2 separate regions of the Callithrix jacchus genome follow, and region 1 is linked to region 2. A link is a contact called in public Hi-C data. All regions are on one chromosome and are shown on one strand. Each heading gives the region's core, a stretch centred on a gene start, on an enhancer-like site or on the middle of the called end of the contact. The rest is flanking DNA. Distances are from core to core; before and after follow the strand shown.

Region 1 (7,255 bases), core at 1,334-3,833, 50 kb after region 2:
GGGGGTACACAAGATCACTTTTCAGTAGTTCGAGGAACGACTTTAATTAATACCAAATCCCGAAGAATGTTGCCCCTGTCCTATTCTTTTTTCATCCTGATTACAGCAAGAAGAAAGCCTCTGTTTAGTGCTAGCCAATCCTTAACACCTTGTGCGACACAATGGCTCTTTTCCCTTTTTAACAAAGAGCAGGCCTCAGGTTTAGAGTCTTCTGTCTAGATAGAATTTAATGCTATTGTTTTGTGTCATGGTATTTATTTTATCTATTACCTTCCATCTACAGCCTCCCACAGTGGGGGATGTGATATATTGTTTCTGTTCAAATACATTAAGAAAAATAGGGGAACTCAAGTAATTAACACACCAGATAGGTATGTGTGGCAAAAGTCACTTCAAAGAATTAATGTTAGAAACAGGGTGATAATGAAGCAAAAGAAAGGCAGATTATTCTGGCCAGGCATGGTCGCTCACGCCTGTAATCCCAGCACTTCGGGAGGCCAAGGTGGGTGGATCACTTGAGATCAGGAGTTCGAGACCATCCTGGCCAACGTGGTGAAACTCCATCTCAACTAAAAATACAAAAATTAGCCAGGCATGGTGGTACATGCCTGTAATCGCAGCTACTCAGGTAGCTGAGGCATCAGAATCACCTGAATCTGGAAAGCAGAGGTTGCTGTGGGCCAAGACTGCACCACTGCAATCCAGCCTCGGTGACAGAGCAAGAAAAAAAGAAAAGCAGATTATTCTAATTGAATGAATAAATGAATAAGAGGCGGAGAGTCAAAATACCTGAGTTCCAATGCCCTTTTGCTTTTGCAGGGGTGGTTTTGGCCACTAACTACCTATGCAAGCTGATTTTAGGCAAGTTCCTTAGCCTTTCTGTGCCTAAAATTTCTTCACCTGAAAAATGGGGATAAGAATGCCTGCCTACTTACCTCACAGTGTTGTTATGAAAATTAATTGCCATAATAGATGTGAACAACCCTGGAAGGATGAGGGATTCTAAGTTCTATACCAATACAAACCATTGTTCTTAGATAATGGGGAATTTCAGCATTTTTTCATATACAGAACCCTAGCAAAAAAATAAAAGCTGATGAACATCAGAACTGTCATTTGACCCGGATGTCGTGATGAGCCAGCACTTGTCCCAGGAGGACATTGAATCAGGGACACGAAATCTCAGCACACAGAGATGCTAGCATCATTCCAATAGATTGACTCTTCTGTTTCTGACATTCTGTCTTTTGTTTGTATGTGTTTTGGTCCCTGGCCTTTTACCCAAATCAAATGAAACGTGTTGCTGAGAGGCAGAATAAAAATGGTTTTAAGGAAGCCTGTGTACCACAGTGTGTGGATTGTGTTTTCTTGGGGTTCCCCACCTTCCAGAGATTTTTGTAACCAAAATAAACTCATCTATTCCAGCCTCAGTCCCCAGGGAAGACTCCAGAGAGGCCAGGGGTGGCGCTAGAGAGGCATCACTCACAACTAATTTATGGCAAGAAATGTCCTCTTATGAGGCACTGAAAATGTTGGTCCCATTAAAGTGAAAGTAAAATAAAATAAATCCTGTCATTAAATGAGATCGTTGGGGACAAAAGGGCCTTGACTTTTGTTGGGCATCTCCTAGGTCCTAAGCTCTAAGTGCAAGAAAATGGTCTTTGTTGGGATGATGGGCTTGTCCAGAGCTTCCTCCAAATCCAAGATTGCCCCTGCCCCACTCGCAAAAGTGCAGTATAAAAACGGATTGGTGTATTGTATCAGCCAAGGGACTCTTTCATCAGCTAGTTACAAAAACTGGCTAAACAGAGCAAAAAGTAGAGTTTACTGCTCATAAAATGGAAAAATTCCAGGGATTGCTTCAAGTGCAGGTGGATCCAGGTGCACAGGGTTTTGGGAAACAAATACCTTTCCATGTCTCAGCCCCAACTTGCTGAGTTCATTTCAGCTTAATAGGGACAAGACGACTGCCAACAGCTTTGGACTTTTTCCTACCCGTTTAGCAATGCCTGTGGAAAGTATTTCTTCCCTAATAGCTCCAGGGGGAAAAAATGGTTCAATTCAATATAATGAACAATTGATATAAAACAGAAACCAACCTATCAAAATGGATACCAGTCATTAACAAACAAGTGTAGCCACTGTGCCAACACAAATGGATGCTGTGGCCAAGGGCAAGAGGTACCCTCACCTGCCAGGCCTGAAGTCAGGATTCAATCACTGGAACTGAATGTGAGGTCAGCTCCACCCAAATTTTATGGATTGAGGGTACAGGAAGGGTGGTTCCCCAAAGGAAAACCAAAGTGCTTTTACCAGAAGAAGGAGAGAGAGTTGCTGGGCAAAAAGAAAAAAAAAAAAAAAAAAACCAGTGTCCACATTAAGCATGCCGCTTCTTACTACACCTTCCAGATGCAAGGCAAAAGTAACCTAATAGCTTTCCAAACAATTTCCCCGTGGGGTTGTCACTCTCATCCATCTCCTCCTTTGACCAATATTTATAGAGCAACTACTCAACCACAGAAACTGGGCTAGGCTTTGGGAATTCCAGCATGTTTAAGAGACCCCTGAGAAGGTGGCAATAGTCCAGTAAGGAAACAGACATGCGCGCGCACACACACACACACACACACACACACACACACACACACACGAGAAGGAAACGTGAGTGTGCCCAGACAGAGGCCTGAACAAAGTACTATGGTGTCACTTTATAGCAGAACACACTGGCTATACTTAAGAGAAGGAAGAGTCAGTCCCGGTCCTACCATTCTTCGAGTTGCTGAGGCTGATAGGGTCGCAGCTCTTGAAATTGCCCTGTCTCGGCCCACAAGTTACGGGCAGAAACAGATGCAGACATAAAATCGCTGGCCTCAGCTCCTGGATCAGCAAATCGTCTTTGGCCTACAGCAGGACAGCTGCATTCAGCAAAACAGCACGATGCACGTATCTTGATACGTAACCCTAGATTCAGGCTTCTAAATATAAGAGACTGTTCTGGGCCACCAATTACAACAAAAAAAAAAGAGAGAATCTTGTAAGAGTTCATGCTCATGGGTTACAACCAATCCTTTAAAAATACTCGTGAATGTTGAATATTGAAGCCTGGGGGGGTTGCCCTATAAAAATAGGTCCCTGAACCAAGCAAGACACTTTGAATTCTGGTTTGGACAAGCACAAAGAAAGGCAGGCATAAAGATGACTCAAGCATCACTTATGCTTGCTGGAGAAGCCACAGAAAGAAGGACTTCCCTTTCTAATACATTCACTCATCATTCATTCATTCCAGTAGAAATCTGTTTATCAGGGGTCAGAAGAGGGAGGTAGAAAGATGCCTCTGTGCATTGCCTGAATGAGGCATCTGAGAGTTTCAACTGGAGTAGCTGTTTCAAATCTCAGATGAGCACCCAGTCAAATCTGCAATGACCTGGTCATGGCCTTCATCTCTCTTCCTGTCGCAGTGTAGACTTTCTTAGTTCACACTCACACACTGGTTCACTGACACACCCAAGCTGTCTGCTCTTGGCACTGTGACCAAGTTTACTCCCCCAGGTGACATGGAATTCCATGCATGGGGACTAGTTGTACTTTGGAGTGAAAGCACTGGAACTCATAAAAAGCCAAATCTTGCCTGTATAAAAATGGCCTGATCATCCCCAAGAAAGAGGACCTAACACACATCTAGAAGGAAGGTAAATCAGTATTTCTTGAGCCATTACCAAAGCTCACCTAAACAGTTATAGTAGCTTTCTTTTTTTTTCTTTGAGATAGAGTTGTGCTGTGTTGCCCAGGCTGGAGTACCGTGGCACAATCTTGGCTCACTGCAACCTCCACCTCCCGGGTTCAAGCGATTCTTCTGCCTCAGACTCCTGAGTAGGTAGGACTACAGGTGTGTGCCACCACACCCAGCTAATTTTTTGTAATTTTGGTAGAGGCGGGGTTTCACCATGTTGGCCAGGCTAGTCTCAAACTCCTGGCCTCAAGTGATCTGCCCACCTCAGCCTCCCAAAGTGCTGGGACTACAGACATGAGCCACCACATCAGGCCTACAGTAGCTTTCTTACAGGGCTCTCTGGTATAACAACTATTGCAAACTTAATGACTTTAAACAACCCACATTTATTATATTGCAGTTCTGGAGGTCAGAAGTCTAAAATGGGTGTTGCTGGACCAAAATCAAGATGATGGCAGGGGTGGATTCCTTTCTGGAAGCTTGTAGAGAGAATTCCTTTTCTTGCCTTTTCCACCTTCTGGAAGCTATTCACATTGGTTGACTCAGGACACCCTTCCATCTTCAAAGTCAGCAAAGTCGTCGTTTACTTACTTATTATTTTCTTTGTATCTAGCTCCTCCCCTTAAGATGTCTTTTTCACACTGCATCTCTTTTGCTCTGACTCCTTTTCCTCTCTCTTCCCACTTAAGGACCCTTGTCATCACTTTGGGTCCACCTGAATGATCCAGAATAATCTTAATTTAAGGTCAGCTGATTAGCAAGTTTAATTCCATCTGCTCCCTTAAGCCCTCTTTGGGTTAAGCCTCCCGTAACCCAACATAGTCACGAGTTCCAGGGATCTGTATGGAGATATCTTTGGGGGAGCATTATTCTGTCTACTACATCCTGCCTGCACAGCACATCCATTCAGTTAAAACACACACACAGCAGCCAGGGTTATCTCACAACCTAGACTTAATCAAGCCATTCCTCTGCTGAAATCCAGCCCACACACCCAGTGATTGCCCGTGGCATTAAAACTCAAACTTTTTTTTTTTTTTTGTAGAGATGAGCGTCTTGCTATGTGGCCCAGACTAGTCTCAAACTTCTGGCTTCAAGCAATCTTCCTGCCTCTGCCTCCCAAAGTGCCGGAATTATAGGTGTAAGCCACCATACCCAGCCTTTAAAATCCAAACTTTTTTTGTGTGTCCTTGAAAAGGTCTTTATTATTAAAAGCTGGAAGGTCAGCTGGGTGAGGTGGCTCATAATCCCAGCACTTTGGGCGGCTGAGGCAGGTGGATCACAAGGTCAGGAGATCAAGACCATCCTGGCCAACATGGTGAAACCCCATCTCTACTAAAAATATAAAAATGTTCTGGGCGTGGTGGCATGTCCTGTAATCCCAGCTACTTGGGAGGCTGAGGCAGGAGAATCACTTGAACCTGGGAGGCAGAAGTTGCAGTGAGCTGAGATCCCACCACTGTGCCCCAGCCTGGCAACAGAGGGAGACTCCATCTCAAAAAAAAAAAAACAATGTTGGAAAGTCAGTCTTTAACTCCCAATCACAAAATGCTACTTTGCCATGACAAGCAGGCTTTGTAGTTAAGATAGTGTTTCTTTTTTTTTTTTTTTTTTTTTTTTTTTTTTTTTTTGAGACGGAGTTTCGCTCTTGTTACCCAGGCTGGAGTGCAATGGTGCGATCTCGGCTCACCGCAACCTCCGCCTCCTGGGTTCAGGCAATTCTCCTGCCTCAGCCTCCTGAGTAGCTAGGATTACAGGCACGTGCCACCATGCCCAGCTAATTTTTTGTATTTTTAGTAGAGACGGGGTTTCACCATGTTGCCCAGGATGGTCTCGATCTCTTGACCTCGTGATCCACCCGCCTCGGCCTCCCAAAGTGCTAGGATTACGCCTGTGAGCCACCGCGCCTGGCCGAGTTAGTGTTTCTTTTGTAGTTAAGACCAGCATTTCCCCTTGTTGACCAGGGATCAGGAAACTATTCTTGTCATTTGCTCTTTCATCCTTGATAGGTGACATCAGTACATTTTCCACAACTTTATTCTTCATTTCTTCTTCCTTCAGAATAAAAGACCATACCAAGGACACTAACAAGTTGATGGTCCCCTAGATATGGGTTCTAGTGCCAGCAGGTCTGTTCTCCTCCTCAGTGTCAAAAGGACTGTTCATTCTGAAGCATCTACTCTTTTGAACTAAAATCTAAACTTTCTTTTAAGTTCCGGGATACAAGTGCTGAACGTGCAGTTTTGTTACATAGGTATACATGTGCCATGGTGGTTTGCTACACCTATCAACCCAGCATCTAGGTTTAAGCCCTGCATGCATTAGGTATTTGTCCTAATGCTCTCCCTCCCCTTGCCTCTCACCCCACGACAGGCACCAGTGTGTGATATGCCCCTCCTTGTGTCCATGTGTTCTCTTTGTTCAACTCCCGCTTATGAGTGAGAGCATGTGGTGTTTTAATGATGGCCCACAAAGCCTTACATGATCAGACCCTTGGCTGCCTCTCTGATCTCGCCTTCTACCTCACCCCCATTCTACTCTGCTGCAGTCACATACTGGCCCCAAACATGACAAGATCATCCCAGTCTCAAGGCCTTTGTGTGTGCCGTCTCCTCCATTCATAACACCATTCTCCAGATTTTCCATAGCTGTTTCTTTCTTCTCCATGCCCTCGGTCTCAGTTTCTCAGAGAGGACCAAACTAACCCCCATCTCTAAGGCAGCCACCCCACCCCTCATCACTTGCTATCACACCACGCTGTTTAAATTCCTCCATGGGGTTTGCCACCACTAACAATATTTTTGTTTCTTTAATCATTTACTCACTTATTATCCTCTTTATTATCTATCTCCTCCCCCTAGGATGTTGACCTTGTGAAGGCGGAGATCCTGTCTGTTCTGTTCACTGATGTGTCCCCAGCATCTATAATAGGGCTTGGCCCATGGCAGATACTCTACAGATATCTGTTGAATGAATGAAAGGTTCTTTTCCTCATGTGCCCTTCCCCCTGGCTAATGTCCACTCCTTTGTCTCAGATTAAGTGCCTCTTTTTCAAAATCTCCTTCTCTGATATGCCAACATTTCAAGAACATGAGGGTCTCCCTTTCACATGTTCACACCACCCGGTGGTTTCACTCAAGGTCAGATCACAATGCTAGATAGATACAGTTTATACAATTACCATTTAATATCTGTCTTTCCCAGCAGATCATGAGCCCCCATGAGTGCAGGGACCACGTTCATCTTGTTCACCTCTGTCTTCCTGGTCCCTAGCTTGGTACCTGGCACATAAGTTTCCAAGAGTTATTTGTTGAATGCATTAATGAATAAATGAACAAATGAATGAGGGTGTAAAGGCAGAGAGAAATGGAAGAAGAAAACTGAGTCAAAGCTTCCTCCATCATCGAAGCTTTATTTTCACAGTGTTATCTGACAAGATTTAAACTTGAATTTTAAAGCAAGATGAAGCTAACCAAGGTATTGGCTGTAAATCCTGTCTCAAAACTTTCTCACATATTTCTTATC
Region 2 (6,758 bases), core at 835-3,334:
CTGAGAAATTGCTCAGTTGCATCAGAATCACCAGGGGGTGTTCTAAAAATACAGTTTTCTCAGGCATTAAAAGTACAGATTTCTGGGGTGCTACCTGGGAAATTCTAATCAAAGTAGGTCTTGATCAAGACCTGAAAATCATTTTTTAATACTTCCAGGTAATTTTGGTCAATTCATTCAAGAAACATTTCCTGCATTCCTACTATGTGCCAGGACGATTCTTAAGACTTGGAAATATAGTTCTGAACAGGTTGGACAGGTACAGTCTAGAGAAAGAACAGATAGTGGACAAGTAAAGAAATAAATTAGAGTTGTGACACACACACTACACACACACAAAAATAACAAGCTGGCAAGTGTAAACTAATGATGGAGACCTATGCTAGATAAATCGAAAACAAATACCTCTCTTTGAAGAAGTTACTTGAGCTGTCACCTGAGGAATAAGAAAGTGGAGCCATGTGACAGTCAGCAGAGGGAACAGCCAATGCAAAGACTAGGTTGAGAATTCAGTAGATGAATCTCATCTTCTAGCTATTCCCATTTCATTAATCCATCAAAATGGAAAAGAAGGCATGGTGGAGATGTTCATCTTTGTGTGTTCACCCAGAAAGCTATACTAAGTACATCCCTTGTACCAGGAACTGTGCCAGATGCTGACATGAAGATGGGCCAGATGACCCCCTTTCTCTGGGAGTGTGCAGTCCAATGAGGGAGGCAGATGACCAAATAAGAATGGCTCATGAGATAAGTGAGAATGTCCCAGGCAATCAGCTTATGTTCTAAGGAAGCCAAGAAGATGATTAATACTTTTGAGTATGATGATGTGGGCAATTGCTTTTGACACTGTGCATGATCAAATTATTTTCATTTATTTGTGGTCCTGCAGTTCAGAATATCTGCATTTTTGATGAAATATTTGCAAGGGATATCAGGTTTAGGGTACTGCATAATGCACTGTATGTTTCAGAATAGAAGGAAGAATAGCATGCTAATAATAGCTAATATTTATCAAGCATGTGGATTTACCTGTAATGTACCATCTCATAGAAGAGTCACTATGACTTTATGAGGCAGGGACTATTATTATTTCCCCTTTTTCAGATGGAGAAATAGGAGCTTAGCAAGATGATGGGACTTTCCTGAAGTGACAATTTCCCAGTTCTGTCTGGATTCAAGCCTCAGTTCTGGTCCATACGGCCCTCTCATTAATAGCTTAGACACCGATACAATTGCTTTTCTCGTTCTAGTCCCCAAAGTGAATACCTTTCTCTTCTCCCCAACCCACTCATCCATCTAGATGGCCTAGGCCAGCCTTATCTACCTGCATTTCTCCCTAGGGTTCCTGCAGGTGGAAAAGTGGAAAGAAGAATTCCTTGTTTCCACACTGGGGAGGACACCCGGACAGGCACGGATCGGGCAGTGCCCACTGGCTGACTGTACTGGTCTCCAGTTTCTTGAGCTCCCCATAGAGTGTAGAAAGCTTTGCGGCCAAAGCTGGGCACCTGGTTCCTAGCGCACCTGGGAGAGTGGGGAGGAGAGATTCCTGGAGCTCAGTGTTCAAGGTCTGAGGCACGGGAGACAAATGCCCACACACCAGACAGTTAAGGTAAAACACTGAAGTCAAGAGCAAGTAGTGAGTCTGTTGCCAACTGGATAGGGTTGGTCTCGTCCTACCTAAATGTATTTGAATTAAGTGGCTTTTAAAAATGAGCTGGTCATCCTCAGCCCGTGGGCTGGCCAATTTGGAACTTAATGGACCTTTGCGTCCTCCTTCCCGGAGCCTTCCTTTATTTCAGACTTCTCAGTGTGAGTCTGTGGGTCCCTCCGACGGTGTCTGGGTGTGTCCTTCAGGGAATGGGGTGCCTTCGTCTGCCTGTCCCCTGTTTCTCGTGCGGACGCTCCCTCTGTCCTCCCCGCCTCCCCTCACTCCGTTTCTCCCTCCCTTCTCCTTGTGGGGAGGCTCTTGGCCCGGGTCCCTGAGCCCGGGCGGGTGCTGGCGGAGGACGCAGAAGGGGTGAGGTCACGTCTCCCTTGAGCCCCGAGCCGCTGGCTTTTCAGAGCCTCACCAGGAACCAGCGGCCAGAGCCCCAGACCACGCAGACCGTGCGCTCCTCCGCCCTCCCTGCGCTGCCGGCCTCGCCCATGTCTCAGTACGCCCCCAGCCCTGACTTCAAGAGGGCTTTGGACAGCAGCCCCGAGGCCAACACTGAAGATGACAAAACCGAGGAGGACGTCCCCTTGCCCAAGAACTACCTGTGGCTCACCATCGTCTCGTGTTTCTGCCCTGCGTACCCCATCAACATCGTGGCTTTGGTCTTTTCCATAATGGTGAGTGTATTACGGCCAGAGGCAGCCTGGGAGGAGAGACCCCTGCAGGGGACTCCGCGCGCTCTCTGCGGTTCCCTCCTCCGGCCCGGCGAGCTAGGAGTACTTTGTCCTCTCACCTCCTCCTCACCTTTCTCGGGCTCTCAGAGCTCTTCCCGCAATTATCCGCACCTCCTCTGCACTCCTCGTGGTGCTCAGAGCCTGATCAAGCTTCCCCCAGCCAGGTTCTCCTCTCCCTTCCAGCTCCCAGGGTGCGTTTCCTCTCCAACTGGGAGAAGTTCTTCCATGGACTTTGCTGACTCCTCTGACCTTCCTAGGCACTCACCCGGGGGTTCTCAACCCTCTTTTCTAGAGCCCCAATGTGCGCCACCCTAGTGGGCATCAGTAAGTCCCTTTCTCTGAGCGCGGAGGCTCTACGTTTCCTTCCCTGCTGCGCAGGGGGCTCCTGCTCTCCAGCGCCCAGGACTGTCTCTGTCTCAGCGTGTGCTCCCTTCTCTCTTTGCTGCGCCCAACGGCACCGCTTCCGCCACTTTCCGGGGGTCCCCAGGCCATTCCTGATGCCCCTCCTTAACCCGCGGTTTTCACGATTTGGCACCGCAGGCTCTGTCCGAGCAAGCATTCCTTCTCGCTTCTTCCTATACCCGGCTCCCTCTCTTGGCCTCCTTCCTGCATCCCCTTTCCAACGCGCCAGCCCGAGGCTAGCTCACACCCGCTACCTCTTTAAGCCTTTCTTAAGCTCTTCCTGTGACCCCTCACCAGCAAAGTGCGTGCGTCTCTCTCTTACTCTTTCTACCCAGCGCACCGTAGTTCCTCCCTGTTTGCTGTGCAGTAGCCCCACCCTCGCCTCTCTTGGTGTCCCGCAGGGCTCCCAGGCGCCCCTCCACCGCTCTGTCCCACGCCTGGGGCTCTCCCGCTAATGCACTCGGGGACTCCACGCAACTCGTGGCTCTGCCTGCCCTCGGCGCACCGGCCTCCGGAGCTGCCAGCCTCTCTAGGAGAGGACGCTGGGGCTTCTAGTCCACCCTTCCGGAGCTCAGCTCCCCAGCCCCCTTCAACCCCGCTAGGAACACCCAAGAAAACCCCACCAGGAGAGTGACGAGTGCTTGCCAGGCCCCTGCCTTATTGACTGAAGCAGCTGGCCCGGGGGTGGCGGGCGGGGTGAGGTTCAGGCTGGCAATGTCCCGGGACAACCCTCGCAGTTGCACTCCCTCCCCCACCGGCCCACCTCGCCTGCAGCTGAGCCACCAAACTCCCCGGTCATAGACGGAGAGCCGCTTCGGCAAGGTGAAAATCGTGAGCCGCCTCTCCCCCATCAAATCCACCTACGGGTGGTGGCACCATGTGCACTTGGTGGGTACCTGCAAGGCTCCATTTGCACCCATAACTTGCCCTTTCCCAAAGCGGGTTTGTGGACGGCGTACGCACGGACATGCAAGCGCGCAGCCGCCAAAGTTAAAGCAAGTCTGTATTCAAATCCCAAAATTCTCCCACTTTCTAGCTGTGTGATCTCTGCAGTCACTGCATCTCTGAACCTCAGTCTCTGAAGTTCAGATGTATCATGAATGTATCATGTTACATTTGTAAAACCCAAAATAATCATAGCCATATTTCTTGGGGTTGTTGGGAGCATTCATGACATAATAATTGCAAAATGCTTAGAACAGTGCCCAGCATGGTACTTTTACAAAATCTTTACTCAAATGTCGCTTTATGAGGCCTTCTGTGATTACTGTTTCAAATCAGGACCACCCACCCACCCACCCTGCGTGAGCTCTGTTCCCCCTTCCCTGCTGCCTTTTGATCAAAATATTTCTCTCCATTTGATAGAGTCTTTTAATCGCTTATATGTTTACAGTCAGTGTCCCTCTCATTAAAATATAAGCTCTATGAGGGCAGGGATATTTGTCAGTTCCTGTAGCTTCAGCATCTAGAAGAAAATCTGGCACGTGACGGATGCTTAATAAGTATTATGAAATGAATGCATGTATGACTGAGTGGTGTGGATGAATCATTAACCATTTTTTCCCATTCTGGATCCCCGGAAGCCATAGCATCCGGTTCCTTCCGACAAACCAGCCAATTTCCTCCCTTCCTTCCTCTCCCCAGATATCCAGTCTTGACTTTTCTTTTTTGCGGAGAGTCTGGAAATGACGCTGCAGCCAAATTCTCCAGGCAGCAGCAGACTCTGTGGCTGCAACTGGTGCCCACATTCTATCGTGGTTTGTTGATGAAGCAGCCAATTCACCCCTTTCCCAGTGCCACTTAGAAAGGCTTTTTCCCTCATGGGTCGGAAATCAGCTGGCACTCCAGCTGGTAGTGGCAGGTCCGATACTAATGGTGCTGCTTGATACTCCCTGGGAGATGAGGTTTGCACATGCTTTGAATTGAAACTTCTTTTTCTAATCCCCTCTTCCCCATTCCCTCCCCCAAGACTTTTCAATAATTGTATAGCAAGAGACTATTCTGTTGCCAGAACAGACACTGGGGACAGTTTGCTATGGACAAGTTTTGTATCTCTCTCTTTTTTTGTTTTTTAGACGGAGTCTCACTCTGTCACCCGGGCTGAAGTGCAGTGGCACGATCTCAGCTTACTGCAAACTCTGCCTCCCGGGTTCAAGCAATCCTCCCACCCCAGCCACCCCAAGCAGCTGAGACTACAGATGTGAGCCACCATGCTCAACTAATTTTTGTATTTTTAATAGAGACGGGGTTTCACCATGTTGCCCAGGCCAGTCTCAAACTCCTGACCTCAAGTGATCCACCCACCTCAGCCTCCCAAAGTGCTGGGATTACAGGCGTGAGCCGCCATGCCCGGCCAAGTTTTGTACCTTTTTAAAGCCTTGGTTTCTTCATCTATAAAATGGGAATGTGAAAGCTGTTTTAAGTTGAGCAAAACTGTTGTAAGGATGAAACAAACAAAGCATTCTAGCTCTTGGCACTATACTAGGTACGTGCGGTATTGTCAGACAGATGTATAGATTTGGAACTTGGAGCTATCGTGTTACATATGAAAACAAATTCTAAACAGCATGTCCTACACCCTTCCTGTTGCACTTTCTCTAAGGTACTGGAAGTGTTTTCCCATTGATATAGCACAGTTCTGGGCTTGATCAGTTTCATCACAAGGACTCCAAAGTCCAAAGGAATAGGAAGGATGTGCAGAAGGAAGATGGGAGACCAATTCTGCCAGGCGTTTGCTCCCCCTGGGGTGCCTTGTGATGTTCAGTCATGGCTATTTTCAACTCTCACTTTTCTGTAATTTATAAGTTTAGGCATAACAGTGTTGTACCAGGGAATCTCCATGCGGGGGAGCTCCATTCCCCATGAAAGCATTTAGAAATGCGGGGGGCATTTAAAAATGTGAGGGAGCATTTGTGGTACTCTCAATGATTTGGGGTATTACTGGCATTTGGTGGAAAGAGCCAAAGTACTAATGTCTGCCATGCTAGGGGTTGTCCCCCAATGAAGAATGGACACATTCCCAATATCAAGACCATCCCATCTTAATGAAGAAGCACTGTAAGATGATTCAAATTGATATAAACATGACTGTGTGGAACATATTGACAAGGCTCAAAATAATTCATTTCCAGAATGGTAAAGAAAAAGAGCCAACAATCTCAAAACAATCAATACTTTTATTTATGAAACCAAGCCTGAGAAGCTTTCTATAAAATCACCAAGTTAGAGTAGGCGCTGGCAAAGAAAACTACTTTGGAAAAATACACTTTCAAGAAGAGTGTTCTTCAAGTTGTGGATTTCTGTGTTCTTTCTACCACCCCATGTAGATCCAAGGGAGTCCTGGGGCCCTGGGGACTAGGAGGTGGCACACCACAGATGGGTTCTAATCCAACATGTCTTGTTCTGTTGGATGCTGATGGATTAAGCATTGTCAAGGACACAGAAGTATTTCTTCCTCTATGTATTGGAAGTCTAATTTGTTGAAAGCATACTTAACCTCAATTTGAGGGACACATGTCTCAAGAATTTCCCCCTAGACTGGGTTCCTGGTAGCTCATATTATACCTGTGTGTGAATTTGAAGATAGCACGTTTTCTCCATGCAGACACAGCCCTGCACCAGGGCACATAGCTTGGTGAGGAGCACAAGCTAGCTGTTTATTGAGCATCTATTATGTGCCACACTCTATTCCAGCGATTCCTTTATCTCTATCAAGTGGAAAATAAGATCAGCAAGGTCTCTGCCCTCCTGGATCTCAAAGAAGTGAGGCTCTAGGCAAGTTGCAAGAGTGCTGGCAAATTTAGGGTTAGTTCACTGTCTATTAGTTTTGTAGCCGGAATTTGCTTCCTGACTCAGAGGACGAGTTCATGCCAACCCTCAATTCTTGATGACATCATGATGTGATAATTTGCAAAACTGAACCAACTGGTCACTCTAATCACGGATACAAAATAACCAATGACTTTTGA

The links. Hi-C and Micro-C count contacts between places; a contact is called where the count stands out from the background.
Region 1: a Hi-C map of skeletal muscle shows a contact between it and region 2, with 5 times the contacts expected there. The contact joins the enhancer-like site here to the promoter of TMEM233 in region 2. A contact is called at or near these places in 3 of 3 Hi-C or Micro-C datasets (induced pluripotent stem cells and skeletal muscle).

The regions. Positions count from the first base shown.
Region 1 is chr9:122,756,673-122,763,927 of calJac240_pri, forward strand. It overlaps TMEM233 (transmembrane protein 233), which reads left to right. Exons shown (of 3, transcript XM_002753067.6): 3 at 1-1,342. Among named protein-coding and RNA genes, the nearest start is that of PRKAB1, 20 kb to the right of the region's middle. Within about 2 kb of position 2,584, at least 1 of the 16 cell types and tissues checked has an H3K27ac peak or open chromatin away from gene starts, as enhancers often do. A contact at or near this core is called in skeletal muscle, where this site is marked.
Region 2 is chr9:122,707,313-122,714,070 of calJac240_pri, forward strand. It overlaps TMEM233 (transmembrane protein 233), which reads left to right and starts at 2,085. Exons shown (of 3, transcript XM_002753067.6): 1 at 2,085-2,331. The coding sequence starts at 2,146. It overlaps LOC118144365 (a long non-coding RNA gene), which reads right to left and starts at 3,422. Exons shown (of 3, transcript XR_004729140.2): 1 at 2,459-3,422.